3 separate regions of the Mus musculus genome follow, and all the other regions are linked to region 2. A link is a contact called in public HiChIP or PLAC-seq and promoter capture Hi-C data. All regions are on one chromosome and are shown on one strand. The core of a region is the stretch at or near the end of the contact, and the rest is flanking DNA. Distances in the headings are between cores, read along the strand shown. Region 1 holds the start of Fnbp1l (formin binding protein 1-like). Region 2 holds the start of 1810037I17Rik (RIKEN cDNA 1810037I17 gene). Region 3 overlaps Sec24d (Sec24 related gene family, member D (S. cerevisiae)).

What was found. Promoter capture Hi-C pulls out the DNA fragments that hold promoters and counts their contacts. HiChIP or PLAC-seq counts read pairs in DNA pulled down with a chosen protein or histone mark.
Region 1: a promoter capture Hi-C map of embryonic stem cells shows a contact between it and region 2. The contact joins the promoter of Fnbp1l here to the promoter of 1810037I17Rik in region 2. A contact is called at or near these places in 7 of 39 promoter capture datasets (the C10 cell line, embryonic stem cells, hematopoietic stem and progenitor cells and 3 more), 3 of 484 Hi-C or Micro-C datasets (embryonic stem cells and olfactory sensory neurons), 7 of 115 datasets of contacts at active chromatin or transcription factors (embryonic stem cells, extraembryonic endoderm stem cells, stem cell-derived neural progenitor cells and 1 more) and 1 of 9 other capture datasets (adipose tissue).
Region 3: a contact with region 2 is called in an H3K27ac HiChIP or PLAC-seq map of extraembryonic endoderm stem cells, with 2.4 times the contacts expected there. The contact joins the enhancer-like site here to the promoter of 1810037I17Rik in region 2. A contact is called at or near these places in 3 of 39 promoter capture datasets (cranial neural crest, hematopoietic stem and progenitor cells and liver), 2 of 115 datasets of contacts at active chromatin or transcription factors (embryonic stem cells and extraembryonic endoderm stem cells) and 1 of 9 other capture datasets (liver).

What each region holds. Positions count from the first base shown.
Region 1 is chr3:122,617,972-122,621,821 of GRCm38.p6, reverse strand. It overlaps Fnbp1l (formin binding protein 1-like), which reads left to right and starts at 2,108. Exons shown (of 14, transcript NM_153118.3): 1 at 2,108-2,292. The coding sequence starts at 2,269.
Region 2 is chr3:122,922,620-122,926,286 of GRCm38.p6, reverse strand. It overlaps 1810037I17Rik (RIKEN cDNA 1810037I17 gene), which reads right to left and starts at 1,890. Exons shown (of 2, transcript NM_024461.2): 1 at 1,631-1,890; 2 at 93-808. The coding sequence starts at 1,827. The coding sequence ends at 808. It overlaps 4933405D12Rik (RIKEN cDNA 4933405D12 gene), which reads left to right and starts at 2,171. Exons shown (of 6, transcript NR_046036.1): 1 at 2,171-2,224.
Region 3 is chr3:123,294,342-123,298,162 of GRCm38.p6, reverse strand. The region is part of intron 6 of Sec24d (Sec24 related gene family, member D (S. cerevisiae)); the gene reads right to left. Among named protein-coding and RNA genes, the nearest start is that of Sec24d, 29 kb to the right of the region's middle. Within about 2 kb of position 1,307, at least 23 of the 459 cell types and tissues checked have an H3K27ac peak or open chromatin away from gene starts, as enhancers often do. A contact at or near this core is called in embryonic stem cells and extraembryonic endoderm stem cells, where this site is marked.

The DNA of each region.
Region 1 (3,850 bases), core at 859-3,358, 300 kb after region 2:
TCTGTGTTTTTTGTCGTTGTTTTTTCCAGACCTGAAAATTGAACTCTAAGCAAGGTCTCATCCACGCTGGGCAAGTGCTTTACCCATAACCTCAGCTCAAAATCTGCTTTTACTTTTAAGGCAGTGAGTTGTTTAAATTGTGAAGTCCTATTCAGAAGTTTTAGGGAAAGGAAAATGGCTCAGCTTGAAGACAAAACTTTATGCTTTATTGGGGAATTATGTTGATAGTATAGTGTTAATATGACTAATAGCTTATTTTACTTTTTTTTTTGAGACACGGTCTATGTAGCCCTGGCTATCCTGGAACTCCACATGTAGACCAGGTTGTCTTGAACTCAGAGATTCACCTGCTCTCTGCCTCTTAGAGGTGTAATTTTGGTTTGAATTATGGTCCTTAGGTCTTTCTTAGCTTCCACGGCAGAGCGTAGGTAAGTTACATCTTAGAACTGGAATAGCTCTAAAGGAGACATTGCTACAGTAACTTCATACTATCTAGAGAGTGAGAGTGAGACCGGAGAGGTGACTGTTAGAAGACATACTTTGACAGAGACAGGCCTTTTTGAAATAGAGAAATCCAGAAAAATGGTGGAAAGAAGTTATTTCTTAGGAAGATATTCTCTCTTACCAACACCCCACCCCCACCCTCCAACCACTGCACACTCTGTAACCCAGGCTAGCCTCTGACTCCTGTAGTTACGCCTCTCCCCTCCGGAGCACTAAAATTACAGGTGTGCGTCATCACACTTGGCTTCAGCGACTTTCAAAGAACATTAAAAAAAAAAAAAAAAAAAAAAAAGACCGGCCTTAACCTAATTAGAAGAGAGTATTCATTTGCTCAGCCTACCTCAGAAAAGGATAGCAAAGAATTTGGTGAGTGGTGGTTAGACTGCCTGGAGAGCTCTGGCTATTTGCCTGGACTTCAATGGGGAGCAGAACTAGGTAAACAGGAAGGCTGGGGCGGAAGAAGCTGGAACACCTGTGTTGGTCCCGGTCCCGGTCCCGTAGGGAGGAGTTTCAAGGCTGATAAGACGTCCGTTGGTGGGGGGACCTTGAAGCATTCAGTTGTCATGACTCACTGAAGAGTACTCTACTGGTTCTAGAGTGAAAATGTGTGTGTTTTAAGCGACAAGCAATTAATACTAAAGCATATGCTGGGGAGTTAGTGAGCAGACTGTACGCGGTATCTAGTAGCACCAGCCAAACTTGCTGACTGCCAGTGGAGGCAGGCTGGGAAATAACTCAGCACAGCTAAAAGCAAGAGGTCGTCTGCAGCCAAGATTCCTATCGGAGGCAAGAGACGCCTCAGGCTCTGAACAGGTTGTTGAAGGGCTGTGAGGAGGGAGAGACCGGTCCCTGGAGGTAGCCACGAGCCTAGAATTCAGGCAAGCTCAGCAGCGTCTCACCTCCTGCAGGTGTCAGTCGGGTTCGCTTTCCACCAAGTCTTATCTTTTACCATGGCAACGTCCCCAAAAGATTACGGGATCGCTTGCCTCTTAAAAAAAAGAAAAAAAGGTTTCCCGAAAGAACTTACAATAAAATCAAAATGCTTTATTAAAAACAAAAACAAAAACCAGACACGTCGTGTGACACGTTGCATTCACATTGGACGTTTGACCTCTACAGGTCTGTGGTTCCCGGGGATCCCAGGCTGAAGCGCCAAGCCTGGACGGAGAAGTTACCTTACGAAGGCAGATTTTTTTTAACTAAACACACGCACACACCCCTCTGCTCCAACGTCTGGACGTGGTTTCTTTGTCAGGGCTCCGCAAAGAACGCTGACGTGTGGGGTCGCCTCCTTTGAGGGGGGGGGTCTCCGAGCAAGGCAGGGACCGTGGGCGTCCTCCCTGGCTCTCCATCTTGGAGCGGGAGTCTGAGTGCGGCTTTTGCTGAGCCCGGAGGCCGGAGCGGACGCCGCCGAGGGTCCGAGGATCCCCGCCCCGGGCGAGCTGTTCGGAGGAGACCCCCGCCGGCCCCCGCGCGCGCGAGTGCGGGCCCGCCCCGATCCCAGGGTGCACCGCGGCCCGCCCCCTCCCCGCCGTCCCGCCTCCCCTCGGCCCCGGCCCCCTCCCTCCCTCCTTCCCTCCCTCCCTCCCCGCTGCCGGGAGGCGGGGACGCGGCGGCGGCTCGCTTCAGTCGTGTCTCTCTCACTCACTGGGGAACCCGGTGGTGGTGGCGGCAGCTTTCGAGGCAGACGCTGAGGAGGGGAAAGTCGGGACGAGAGAGGACAGCGGGAGCAGCCGGCCGGCGCCAGTCGCCTCAGGTTCCGCCATGAGCTGGGGCACCGAGCTGTGGGTGAGTGTGGGGAGCAGAGCGGCTCGCGCCGTCGGCGGGAGCCCCGGGCTTGGCGCGCCGCGGACTCCGGCGCCTCTTTGTGCCGCGAGAGCCCGCTCGGCTGCGGGCGGGGAGGCGACGGGGCGGCTGCCTGGGGCTCCCTCCGAGGGGCCCGGGCCGCAGCCCTGGACGGCCGCTGCCGTCCCCTCTCCAGCCTCTGCCTGACTTTGCGGACGGGTGCCCGGCCGGGCGCCGCGCCTTTGTACCGCGCGCCCGACGGCGGGGGAGGGAGCCATTGTCCCGAAGGGGCGCCGCTCGGATCCCCGCGCCGCGCGCCTGGGCGACGCCCCAGCTCCAGGTAGGGGGAGCCGGGCGGCTTTGTTCCCAGCCCGGCCTGGGGCCAGCCAGGCCCAACCCACACGCCCATTTCCCTCTCTTGCTGCCTCCTTGCTCGGGACCTAGGGCGCCCGCGACTCCGCGCCGGCCAGCTCCGGTTGCAGCCTCTCTGGGCTGGCGGGTCTGCTTTTGTGACCCGAATTAGGTAGTGGGATCGAGGAAGGGACGCTCATTTTGGCGAAAGGAGCGCGCGGCTTGCCGATCGCTTGATTTCCCTCTCGTTCTTTATTCTCTCTCCTCTCTCTCTCTCTCTCTCTCTCTCTCTCTCTCTCTCTTTCTCTCTCTCTCTCTCTCGTGTGTGTATGTGTGTGTGTGTCTGTCTCTCTCTTTTTTCTCTCTCTCTCTCTTTCTTCCGTGCCTTTCCTGGGCGCTGGAGGCTGCAGACAATACCCAATGTCCGACCAAGGTGCAGGCGGAGGGTTATAGGTCGAGGAATTCGCTCCGGACGCCGTCACCTGAGGGTGGAGGTGTGCATGGCAGTGATTTCTCAGGTGCGGCCGGGAAAATTGGCGGCGTGGGGGCGCTGTCTCGAGCGAGCGCCGCCTGGCCTCTGCCACTCCCCTTTTTATCCCACCTGTGCATATTTTCCGTGCCTTTGTTTGCGAAAATCTCCGGGAATCTCTGTAGCGGGAGAGGAGGGACAAGTTTCGAGTATGTACGCTCACTGGGATTCGAAACAGATCGTTTAGTCGCGAGGCCGAATGTTTTCTCCTTTTCCACGTGCTGTAGATTGGGAATTTTAGAAGTGACACTTAAAAGCTCATCTAGTCACCCACTTAACCCTGCCCCAGGAATCTGTCCTGTAGCACTCTGCAGAAGTGTTTGCCCAGTCTGCAAACATAACCATCAAGACAAAATACCTCAGGAGCCTCTCCACTTGATTGTTCTGATAATGGTGAGCGTCATTTGTAAACGAATCATGTAACATCAGTTAGAATTTCAGGCATTATTGGTCCTTTCCCATTTACTTTTATGTTTGTTTGAGACAGTCTCACTATAAACATGGCTGGCCTGGAACTCGTAATATAGACCAGGCTGTCCTTAAACTCAGAGATCCACCTGACTCTCTCCAGTTGCTGGGACTAAGGGTTTTCCCTTTTAAACGTACATTCTGTGATGGTTACAGTGTCATCAGTGAATGGAGATGGGTATAGTTTTATTTTCTATTTACAACATTTTTTAT
Region 2 (3,667 bases), core at 641-3,140:
CTGGCCTGGGGCTCAAGAGAATAAAGTACTTGTGTGACCTAATGGCAAGCTATTAACCTCCCCACTCTACCACCAGAGAATCTGACACAGTGTGAAACTAAATTCAGTGATTAAACATTTATTAGAGAAAATTAGTAAGCAGGTCCCAGAGTGTGGTGAACTCAAGAGTCACCTCGGCCCTGTGTGCTAATACGCATACTTCAGTTACACCTTGCACAAAAATTACCCAAGCAAATGCAACAGTATCTTAAGACAACTGTAAACAGTTCACCAAATAGTGTGAATTATAAGGGAGAAGAACACCCCCTCTGAGTATTTTAGACAGTTCTCATATACTGAATAGCACTAAAACCAACAGTAAAGAATTTCTAATCACCCAGGTCTTAAGATGACAAGGAACAGCTTCCAAAATGTTTCTAGTAGCTGCTTTGGGACTGTGGCCTTTCTGAGTAAGTGCTACCTATTCAACTCTAGATAATTATTTTATAATAGCATAGTTTTAAAACAATATTTGAGAAAGTAAGCTTCACAAAGATAACTTTTTTTTTTTACATACATTTATTTCCCATAAGTACTTAAGTTACAGACATTATTAAAAATATATATTATCTATCATTTAGCTACAATCATTACTTCAACCATGAAAAACAGGTTTTAAACATATGATAGTACTTTAGTGAGGTCAAGGGCTGAAGAAAAGGTTAGATAGAGGTGCCGAAGTCAGCTGCTGGAGTCCTCTTCATTCAAGAGTCTATAGTCGTTTTCAAGATTCACTCCAGAAGCCCCATTCTTGACTCAGCAAACCGGTCTGTAAAAACCAAATACTTGTTTCCTTCATCTGCTTATTTTGACATTTAGTGGGACGCTGAACATAGATACTGCTAGCCTATCCCTACATAATTTACACTATTGATAAGGAAAACTAAAGGCCTACATTATTAAGTCATGAATTTTCTACCCAGAGGTGAAAATGAGATCATTAAAAATAACTAAATAATAAATCACTGTTCTTGAAATGTCTATACCAAAATGACTTAACGAGTTTTTATCAAAAAACTGTTTATCTTTTCAAACCCCCCCCCCATTCTCTGCCTTCTAATTTGCCACAAAACCGAAAAAATGAGAGCCAAAGAAACCCAAGATACTCCATTCTTTGACAGATGTAGGACTGGGGATACTCTGGAAGATAATACGCGTTTATCTGCATAAGTTATGGACAAGTTAAGTTTACAAGGCTTGCTTTGGGCTAAGCATTTTAAGCAGGCGCACAACACTCAAATCACTTTAGATATAATCACATTTAACCTGTCATGCTCTATTTTTTATTACTTACGATATTTATTTACTTTTATTTTTATTAGTTTTTAGTAATTATTTTTTATTATTTACGATAGATCTAATTATGGGTATAGGTTTCTAACACTTAACAGTTCGTTTGTGGTGATGAAACAGACAAATATGGGAAGTCAAGTTTTCTCCACACTCCTCTTGCCACTGGGGTGTCAAGGAAATCCATTTTCGCTCTTCCAACTCCGCCATCTCTAGCTGCCGTCCCTCCCTCCCTCTCCGAGAAGACTGAAGCAGCCGCCAGCTTCCTAAGCTCTTCAACTCTGCAACTCAGGATACTCACCAGGGCAAGAGGTACACGAAGACGAACAAGGCCAGGTCGAAAAGGATGAAGAGCCAGAGATCCAGCCAGTAGGAGTGTTTCGGAAGCCCGTTCATCCCGGACTGAGGTGCCTCATCTTGGTTCCTCCTTCCAGCTTCGAACGAGCCCCTCCGTTCCCGGACACCGTCGGTACCAGACGCCGCCTGGCTCACCTCCATCTCCGCGTCGTTTCACTTCCGCGCAACTGAGACCAAACCTGAAGACCGCTTCGCGCCCAGTCTAGCAACCAATTCCGGGTAACCCCGCCAATCGACTAGGCGCCCCGCCCCCGCCGCCGCGCCCCGCCCCGCCCCCGCGTCCCCGCCTTCCGGACTGCGCAGGCGTCCTCCCTTTCTAGGAATTCGCCTTCTTCGGCATTCCCGGGAACGCGCAGACTCCGCTGGGCCGGCTGCTCTTGGCGCAGGCGCTCTGTTCCACCACCCCTCCTCGCCCCCCGAACTTGGCGAAGGTGTCTGCCCCGCCTCCCCGACCGCACGCATGCGCTCTGTGCCCCGCCCCGTTGCTTCCTGGTGGGGTGTCCCCTTGCGGTGTTCAGAGGTGGTTTCTAAGGTGCAGGTGAGCTCTCTCACGTAGCTCAAACGCTGCCTTGCAGGGTGCATTACTGGTTCTCCCGGTTTCTGGGATGAAAACTGTCTCAACTCCTTTTCTCTGAGATGATGCCAGAACTTCAGGAACCGCCTCAAAGGATTCCAGCCTTGCCCACCCACAAAAGTAGTCTTTTTATAAACATGAGCGTGTGGGGGGATGTTTTTCTTTCTTCCTCCCTTCTTCCTTCCTTCCTTCCTTCCTTCCTTCCTTCCTTCCTTTCCTTCCTTCCTTCCTTCCTTCCTTCCTTCCCTTCCTTCCTTCCTTCCTCCCTCCCTCCCTCCCTCCCTCCCTCCCTCTCTCTCTTTCTTTCTTTCTTCCTTCCTTTTAAAAAACTAGATCGTGAGATTCTCTGATAATAACTTTGGAGACGACAACATTGTGTGACAATGTAAAAAGGTTGGCAGACCCCGTAGAATCATCTCTCCAATACACGTAAACTTTTTGGTTTCTTACATGTTTGGGAAGTGTGTACAGTTTGAGAACTTTGGATGATTTTGTACAGACTTGAGCGATTTGCTCATAATTTTTGAAACAGTTTTGATGAGGTGGACGTTGTAAGGGTCCATGATTCGCTGAAGAATGATACTCCAGACTCAAGTAGTTTGTAAACACACAGAGTGTTTTATTTTGTCGAAGTCCAGCATGCTGGAGTCTCCCATTACCAAGTATGCTCGCTGCACATTGGGGGAATTCTCGGATAGATGGGCTTTGTCTTACTCTTATCTCGGGCATTCCAGAAGCATAACCTTGGTGTGGTGGCTAGAAACTTGCCTGAGGAATCCTGGGGTAGGTGGCCTTATCTACTCTCTCTTAAGGACATTCTGAAACTATTGCCTGGGTGTGAGGGCTGAAAACCCATTGTCCTTGCTTCAGGCCAGGTTGGGTTTTTTTTTTTTGGGGGGGGGGGGGTCGTTTCTGATGGTAGGGCACTTTCTGACTAGCTGCCTGAAGCCTAGGATTTTAGGCCTAATCCCAGGAACTGCCAATTAGAAGTCTGTCATGGAATTAGCCTGTCTCAATTACAGTCACGAATTTTCAGAAGGCTCAGATAAGGTAAAGCGTGGAATTTACATAGGTATTTCATGGGAGTATTTTAATAAGCCACTCAACTCTATGTCAGAATATCCTGTAACCATTAGATAAAAACCTGTTGGAGTCTACTAACTTAGCAGCCCACTAACTTATACCAACCAAGTAGCCCTGATAGCATCGTGGGCTTACAGAAGAGCTTTCTCCTTTCCTAAATCAGCCTTTCTAAAGTACCCACCAGTGTATTTTGGGCTTGCCTTGTTTTATTACTTTCTTGGTTCTGTGAAGCAATTTTAAAAACTTCACGAAACTGTTTCCATGTGGGAATATGGAATTGGGTAACAGATATAGATCTGTGTCCCCATGGCCATTCAGGGTGGC
Region 3 (3,821 bases), core at 58-2,557, 370 kb before region 2:
ACTAATCAGTAGACCATAGTCCCACAAACCTTATTTCAAACTATCCGTTTATGACTGGCAAAGCCCTGTCCCCAAAGAAACAATGTTATAAATAGTCATTATTAATTAAACCCACATCTCCTCAAAATAAGACACAGGAAACTATAAGACATATCAAATAGTTCTAGCCACCGTTAAAAATAGCTTTTGGTTTACCCCAAATGCACACTCTTGAAAAACAGCATCCGAAATGGGACAATAAGCAAAAACTCCAACAGTGACTGGGCTGTGACCTGCGTGTGTGGGCTCAGAGGTACCACAGTGACATGCAATGATGTCAGAGCGCCCTCGGAAGACACAGATCTCTCTCTCTCCCCCTCAGACGTGCCACGGGCATCATTCCCGTGAGTGTTGTGGAACCATAAAACATAATCAGGAGAGAACACAAAGGAAGCGCTGCTCTTGGGAGAAACGTATCAGGAGAAGCAACTTAAGATGCTGGCCAGTTAGCGGTGCTGCTCCAGGTAGACCTGTTTGAATCGTGCATGGTGAAAGGAAAGGGAAGGACACAACCTCTGAATAATGCTCCTGCAAGGCAGAAGAGGGTGAGAGAGACCTTCAGTAGTGCAGCTTCCGGCACGCCATAATGTGGCAAAGACCACCAGTCAAAGGTCTACTGTCCTAGGTGCCTCACTCGGGATTGCAGAATGACATCTTTCTTTCCACAAAAAAAAGAGTTTATTTCATTAACAAAATGTGTTGTTTTCATCCTAGGAAAATAAGCAGGCTCCATCTGGCATCATGTTATCTCTTCAAGATAAAATACATGGAGCTGGTTTGCACATAAGCACTTGCGAGGTTCGTGATGAACCAGGGCACCTGCTTCTTATTAATATTCGCCCCCATTCGCTGAGCATCAACAGCAGGTCCTGTTTAGTAGTAAAGACAGCAGGGGACAAACTAGAGGTTCAAGTCTAGAAGAAAGGTGGCAGATAAATAAAGGTACAAATAACGTGCCCTCTGCCAGGACATGAAGGGGCACGATACTCCAGCCCCAGTATCACTCCAGGGATACTGAGTGGGTAGTAAAGACAGGGAAAAAAGGACCACATGAGTTGGGCTTTGCATATGCCTAGGACAGGAGAATGTATACAGGTAATAGAAAAGTCACGAGTCCAGCTGAGGCCCAAACGAGGCATGTTTGAAGAGCTAGCCCGACTAAAACAGAGGCACAGGGCAAGGAGAGGCCACATCGGAGGCATTAGTATTTGTGTGCACTTGTAGTGAGGGGAGCTGGAGTCAGGAGTGGCCAACAATGAAGCATTGTGTGAGGAATGGTAAGAATGTTGACTGTGAGCTATGAAGGAGTGCTGGTGAGCTTTGGATCTGCTCTGACTTAAGTTGGATGGAGAGCCGGGCACAGCGACTTCCCGGCTAGTTAGGAGGTTCTCAGAGTCTCAGGCAGCCGGATGGTGGAGGCGTGCACCGGGGAGAGCTGATGAACAGAGACAGAATTAATCAGAGGACGAAAGGAAGGTATAAGAGTCCATGATGAGTCTGCAGTTTTGCAGGTAAGGAGCTGGCAGACAGGACAGGGCTGGGTTTCAGGGGAGAGGTCTTTCTGAGGATCCACAGTTTTGCTGGAAGCCCTGAGAATGAGAGCACCATGAGTAATGGCCCCTCATCAGGGTGCCCACCATCACAGTCTGAGTGCAGCTCAAGAATGAGAATTCTGAAAATGCTCTCAGTTGATGTCAGCTGCCTGCTCTTGGGGATGAATTGACTAAATATCCATGACAAATAGAGACTAAATGTCCACAAAGAAAAGGTCATTCCAAAGACTAAGCACCCTACCACTAAGTGAGGAGAGGTATCAGGCAATAACAAGAACCTCACACATACATATATACACATGCACACACATATACATACACATATATGCACATAGCACACACATACACAAACACATATACATATATATATACCCACACGTAAATACATATAAAGACATGTATGCACATACATATACACATACCACATACAGACACATATGAACATATACACAAACAAACACATACACATATATATGTATATGTATGTATATGTATGTATGTATGTATATATATATGTGTATATATATATATATATATATACATATATATATATATATACCACACACATACACTCATACATACAACCCCCTACACACACAAACCCACACAAAGTATAATCAAACACACATAGACATATTCATGCACACACAAACACCTGTATACAACAAATACAAACACATACACATGCACACACAGAGACATTTCCATTCACAAACACACCCCGAATGCTCACATACAGCACACAAATACAAAGACACAAACACGAAGGTACATGCAAATTCACCTGCAAACACAAACACATGGTTAAGAGATGAAGTCAAAGAAAAGTGTTAGGTGTGAAAGACCTGGTGGAGAGAGCAGTTGCTTTGGCTTTCAAAGGCAATGAGGTACAAAGGTGGGAGGCAGGAGATGGAAATGCAATGCTCTCAGGGGTATTTGGTGGTCACATGACCTGTGATCAGATCTGGGAAAGGGTAGGGGAAGGTAGAAACCTGGGAGACCAGGGAACTGGGAAGTTCATCTGCAAGGATACTGAAGGTAGCTGAGATTGTAACAGGAACAGACCTGGTGAGGACAAGAGTTGGGGAGGGGAGGTGACCTGAAATCACGCAGGCACTTAAAATCAGCCCAGGGAAACAAGGTCCTAGCCCTAACCATCCACTAACTGTGTTTTAGTAAACACACTCGGTCACTGGCGGCAGCAATTTAACAGAAGAAAGGCTTATCCGGCTGCCTCAGAGGACTCAGCCCATGGCTGCTTGGCCCCATGCGTTTGGGCAGAGCCTCCTGGTGGAGGAGTAGCCGGCACGGCATGTATGCAGCATTTTGTGTTTGTGTTTGTGTCTGTACACCTCACAGCAGACAGCAAGCAGAGGGCACGGCAGAAAGGGGCCATGTATTACTTCTTCTGTTGCTGTGATAAAACACCCTGAGTAAGGCGATTTATAAAACTAAGAGTTTATTTACTCTTATGGTTCCAGATGGTTAGAGTCCATAAGCAAGTCTACAGCAAGAATAGCGTGGCAGAATGTGGCAGGCATCACGGTAGGCACAGGAAGCTGAAAGCTCACTTCTTGAACCACAAAGCACAAAGCCGAGAGAGTAGACTGCAGTAGGAAAAGGACTTCAGCTGGCTAAGCCCACTCCCAGTCTACAATTCCTTCAATAAGGCCACACCTTCTACGCCTCCACAAACAGTGCTATCAGTGGGGGACCAAGTATTCAAACAGATAATCCTCTAGGGAACATTCTCCTTCAAACTACCACAGGCTAGGAACAAAATACCCCCAAAGGCTGACTTCCTCCAGGTAGGTCATACCTCAGAAAGTTTTCAGAACCTTCCAAAAAACAACTGACTGGGAACAAAGCACCTTGAATATCTTTCATATTCAAACCATAAGAAATGCTAAGCTATTAACATAGTAACAAAAGGTACCAAGAGCTGCTAAAGTTGAGTTTTCAATGTATTATAAAGTTTGTTATAAACATTTGATACTTTCTCACAAATCTTCAAGTTTATAGAAGTATAAAAAGAGCCCAAATTCTTCATCCTTCTCTGTATCTGTCCCCACTTTCCATGTGGCTTACCGGGTCCCTGATCAGAAGGCCGAGCCCTCCCTCTTAGCCCTCAGAATGCTCTGAGCCCGAGGATGAAGTACAGGTGAGAAAAGAAGGCTCCTCCCGTGGCCAGTGTCCCAGACCTTCTACAGGCCCTGGAGGACTCAATGC